Regions from separate parts of the Hordeum vulgare genome. Here region 1 is linked to region 2. A link is a contact called in public Hi-C data. All regions are on one chromosome and are shown on one strand. The core of a region is the stretch at or near the end of the contact, and the rest is flanking DNA. Distances in the headings are between cores, read along the strand shown. Region 1 holds the start of LOC123445255 (probable histidine kinase 3). Region 2 holds the start of LOC123440714.

Region 1 (2,700 bases), core at 151-2,650, 700 kb after region 2:
AGCATGCCTGGAAAGCCTCTAGCTGCGTTGGTCTCCAACAATCTCTCTGTATCAGCGGCAGTTGGCTGCCTCAAGTACTCAGGGCCAAACACCTCGATCACAGCCTGGTAGAACTTGTACATTGACATCAGACATGTTGTCTCACTCATGCGCACATACTCATCCACCAGATCGCCTGGAATTTTATATGCAAGCATTCGGATGGCCGCGGTGCATTTCTGGTAAGAGGAGAATCCTAGCTTGTCAAGGGCACCCGTCTTGCACTAGAAGTATGGGTCATGAGCAACCACTCCCTCTCAGATACGATTGAACACATGCCTTGCCATACGAAAATGGCGACGGAATTTATCCGGCTTAAAGAGCGGTGTGTTCGTAAAGTAATCGGCATAGAGCAGGGCCTGGCCTCTCTTCCTGTCGCGGTTCAGGTTCAGAACACGACCAGGGAGTGACCCCTTGTACCGAGGAAGCTGCCGTTGAATGTGGTCGTGAACCATCACTGCAGCCACCACAATATCGTCATCATCGGACGACGAATCGTCCGATGAATAAATGAAGTGGTAAAAGAAAAACTCATCACCACTGTCCATACCTTTGCAGGCAAAGTGTCGAACACCTTGCGTTCGTGGTGGCAAAGAGGCCGCGATGGTCACCTCGATGCAGGGGTGGTTGGTGGCCTGCTACTGGCCGCTCTGAAGCACTCGTCGAGAAGCCGTCGTGCTGCCGTGACCGCCGTGGTATGTCGACTGCGGCTGTATCCACTCTGCCGTCGAGTACTACGGCGACGGGCCAAACCTCCTCCGATTGACGCCCAGACTACAGTAAAAGCGCGCGCATGGTGGCGGCCAGCTCGCCAAACACGCCCCCGTCAATCCACAGGCCCGCCTCTCGACTCCATTACATTTACATCCCCATTTCCGGAACCGAACGGATCCACGGCAAGACGGCATCCGATCCGTTTAAGAGCGAGCCGAAGCACGCACGTATCACCGTATATAAAACAAACTCCATATAAAAAAAAAGGGGAAATCGAATTGGGTTTGGCAGGACACCAAATGGATGCAAGCATGATAAAAGAAGAGAGCAGCAGGAGGAGGATTTGCACCGCACGTTTGCTGCCGATTTGGTTTGAAACGAAACAACACCAGTCTCCTCCTCCTTGTTGTTAAAAAAAAAGATAAGACGCACACATGGGCGTTACGCACATTAAAAACCCCGTGGGTGGGGGTGATGAGAAGGATTAGAGAGAGGATGGGGAGGAGAGAGAAATGAAGAGGGAGGGAGGGCCCACGGGTAAGGAAGGAAGGAGCCACTTGCGTGCTGGCCTCTACCGCTGCCGCGATTGGTCGCCACCTTCTACCGCTCTAGGCCCGCCAGTCTACTACTACTACTACTGCTGCTGCCTCGCTCGCTCGCTCTGTTTCACTTGCTGCCGCTTTTCCTTCTCCTTTTCCGCCTCCACTCCACAGCCTCACCTGCTTGCCTTGCTTGCTTGCTGCTCCCTCCCTCGCTTTGCTTTGCTTTCCTTTCTCCCTCCCACCTTCCCCTCTCCCTCTCTCTCAGCTCCAATCAACCCAATCCCTTTCCCCCCCGTCCTCCTCCTGTAGCCGCCCTATTCCTGTTGCTGTTGGACCAGAGCCCCTCCTCCTCCTCCTCCTATTCCTTCGCTTCTCTTCTCTCCTCTCCTCCTCTCCTCTCACGGCTGTTGCCGTCGGTCGGTCGGTCGGTCGGTCACAACTCACACGCCGTGCCGTGCCGTGCCGCCTCCCGGAGGTTTGGTTTGGTGGGAGGGTTTGGCCAAGGGCCGAGAAGGAAGGAAGGGGGGGAGGAGAGAAACTGTGGGGGGACAGGGCGGGGCGGGCGGCGAAAGCGCGTGGGTGTTGGCCCTCTTTCGGTTCGGTTCGGTTTGCTTTGCTCCTCCCGGGGCATTCAATCCAGTCCGGGCGGGCGGAAGCGCGGCGGCCGTTTTTCCTCGCTGTGCGGGGGCGGATGCGGTGCGGCGGGGACGCGTGGCGGCGGCGGGGGAGCCTGTGCGGCGGCGCGGCTCGCGATGTAGCCGAATGACCGGCGCTGCTCGCTCGGCACGAGGCGGCGGGGAGGGGGGCGCGGCGGGGATGGAGGGGAAGGGCGGCGCGGCGGCGGCGGCCGGGCTGGTGGGGTTCCTCGGGATGGGGTTCGACAGGGTGCGGCTGCTGCCGCTGCCGCTGCCGCTGCCCGAGAAGCTGTCGGCCAAGGCGCTGCGGAGCCACGTGCGCAGCACCTGCCACGGCTCGCGGGAGGCGCGGGAGCGCCGGTGGCGGTGGATGGCGATGCTGTGGGTCGTCGGCTGGACGCTCATCTGCCTGCAGGTCTTCCGATACTCCAACTCGGGCGCCGTCGAGAAGCGCCGCGACTCGCTCGCCAGCATGTGCGACGAGCGCGCCCGCATGCTCCAGGACCAGTTCAACGTCAGCATGAACCACCTCCAGGCGCTCGCCATCCTCGTCAACACCTTCCACCACTCGCAGACCCCCTCCGCCATCACCCAGGTACGCCCCATCCCATCCCACCCAGGTTCCAACCCGTATCCACGGCGACGGCGGCGGAAGTCCGACGAAATTCCTTGCCCGTTGGCTGCAGGCGACGTTCGCGAGGTACGCGGAGAGGACGGCGTTCGAGCGGCCGCTGACGAGCGGGGTGGCGTACGCGGTGCGGGTCACGCAC
Region 2 (2,700 bases), core at 1-2,500:
CGCCGCTGAGCTGAGCGCACGCGCCGCACCCCAAGGCCACTCACCTCTACCTCTACGCGTTGCACTTACACCACACACGCCAAGCCACATGTGGCCGTAGACGCTCGCTACATCTCCACAGTCGCTCCCATCACCGTCCTCTCACTACCCCAGCACTCCTGTACCCCAGGCACTTGTGACACGCGTGGAAGAGCGCCACGCGGTCTGCCACCGGAAGAGCCCCACTCGACGACTAGCCGCCCCACGGACGCTAGAGTCCCGCCAACGCCGGATCCGCACCGGCTTTTGCCCGGCGAAGGCCATGGGACGGCGGTGAGGGGAGGGGAAACACGGGGAAGAGGCCTTGAGTCTTGAGAGGGTGGGGATGCGCCGCCGCCCGAGTCGCCCCGGGAGGACGACGCAGGGTAGGCTACTCCTCGATCAGTCTACACGCCTTTCCAAGTGGGAGAATTATATCCGACCCGTGCATGGGCGAGCTCATTATCCCTTGATCACATTTTTAATAACTTACCTACATAAATACTTATTTACCAGTGATAATACATACTCCACCAAGAGTATGTAGTGGAGAATCCTGTTAAAAATCTGGTTAAATTTTAAGATTCTTTACACGGCCAAGATGAACTGTCGGGCCAACAAAAATGAATGGCACACAAATTCCACTTTGATGAAGGATCATATTCACATCCCAACATTTTTTTTTCGGATATATATGGGGATTATGTTATCAGCCCTTTCTTCCACTCTTATGATCAAAGTGAAGTTACAAAAAGAGAAGAAAAAAAAGTACACGGTGTACCACTTAGACACACGTAGTATGTATCCATGGCTACCCAGAAGATGTTCCATCAAATATAAAACCTCTCCCGGAGCCTGGACCTACCTGAACTGCAACGACGGAGCTCAACTAACTCATCATCTTCTGCTCGTTCTTGAAGCGCTCTCGGACGGACAGTATGAACGCCGTGGCCCTCTCGTCGACATCACCGGCCGCGGCGTAGGGGGCGCTCGCGGTGGCGTCGATGGAAGAAGGGTACCTGGGCTGGTAGGCGTGTGCGGTGGTGACGCTCGGGGCAGGCTTGGCCTGGACCTTGCCGGCGTACTTGGAGTACGCCATGGCCACCTTCCCCTTGATCGCCCTGGCGCCGTTCTTCATGGTTCCCTCCATTGCACTGTGTTTGATTCTGCCTAAGCTTTTTGTGGCTGCGCACTTGTGTTGTGTGTGCCTTTGCTTTGTGATGCTGGAATGACGAAGAGGCAGCTGCGTTTTATACTGGTTGGTGCGTGAGACGGGTAGTGTTCCACTCCATGTCACGTCCTGTCGTTTTGATGCCATGGGATAGGATAATGAGCATGCGTGCACCAAACGAAATGTAGCTCTGGCAAAGTGAATCTGGGAGCTGTCACTGACAGGAGATTCTAATGCTTTCGGAGGGTCCAGTGGTAAGTGGCACGAGGAGGTGCCACCCAACGAAACCTAAGCTGGTTTTGTGGTGTGTATGATTGCATCCAGTGCCCCATGATAATATACGGTTGGTCGATCTTGTGACAAAAATACACGTATGCACTAGCACATGCTTGCCAAAGTTCTTTGCCTGCCTCTCGCCCTTTGTAGATCAGAAAGAAAAGATCACATGCTTGCCAAGGTTCTTTGCCTGCCTCTCGCCCTTTGCAGATCAGAAAGAAAAGATCGTCGCTTTGGATATCCTCTATGCACTGCGAATATTATCCTCGTCAGATTCCTGATTCCTCTCTATCCTTTGTGAATCGTTCATCAAATCCTCGTGTAGTTGTTTGTGGTTCTGTGCATATATGATATACTTCCTTGTTTCTAAATATAAAACCTTTTAAAAATTGTATTGTAAACTACATATAAAGCAAAATAGAGAAATCTACATTCTAAAAGATGTCTACATACATTAGTATGTACTTTATAATAATAAAAATTAAAACGTCTTATATTTAGAAACGGAGAGAGTATATCTTACAAGTCACAATTGCATTGGGAACAGTTAACCTATATGGTGTTAATTGTTAAAGCTAAGGAAGAAATATGCAAAGACTGGTTGTACTAGCCTGAACCTGAGACTAGGTACGTTTTTATGATGGCTTTTAAAACGTGTACATGTGATGTATGTTTTAGGTCTACTACATTGACTGTTGGTCTTGATATATTATGTGGATGAATTAACGACGACACTGATTTTAGATATGAAGAATAAAAAGACTCCACATTACCAAATGTATAGGTGTGAGTTATGATTTCAGATGGATTGATGCATGTTTTTGTCAGATTTTTATGAAATAATTAATAAAGATAGTCGCATGCATAGATTGATACGGAGGCAGGGGTTTAACCTGCCTTTCCAAAAAAAAAAAACCTCGTATTGTTTATGTACCAGCGGCAACAAGATATCAATCAATCCATGGACGCATCATCTAGCTAGCACCGGCCCCAGTTGCACGTACACAACACACGTATGAGGAAACAAGACGTTTTCAGAAGAGTGAAGTCTGATTTAAACCCTGAAATTGTAAAAGACGACACAAATGAACCCCGACGTCAAAATCCCTGAATTCCATACCCTGAATTCACCGATCCTGGTTGTTTTTGACCTTAAGGTGTTTTTAGAGAGGATTTGATGATGTGGCACTGGGATTGATGACTTTGAACAAATAAATGACCGCCATCTAATCACT

The links. Hi-C and Micro-C count contacts between places; a contact is called where the count stands out from the background.
Region 1: a contact with region 2 is called in a Hi-C map of seedling, with 2.8 times the contacts expected there. The contact joins the promoter of LOC123445255 here to the promoter of LOC123440714 in region 2. A contact is called at or near these places in 2 of 6 Hi-C or Micro-C datasets (leaf and seedling).

What each region holds. Positions count from the first base shown.
Region 1 is chr3H:576,218,779-576,221,478 of MorexV3_pseudomolecules_assembly, forward strand. LOC123445255 (probable histidine kinase 3) reads left to right here and starts at 1,401. Exons shown (of 11, transcript XM_045122216.1): 1 at 1,401-2,525; 2 at 2,617-2,700. The coding sequence starts at 2,058.
Region 2 is chr3H:575,520,879-575,523,578 of MorexV3_pseudomolecules_assembly, forward strand. It overlaps LOC123440714, which reads right to left and starts at 1,251. Exons shown (of 1, transcript XM_045117264.1): 1 at 647-1,251. The coding sequence starts at 1,168. The coding sequence ends at 908.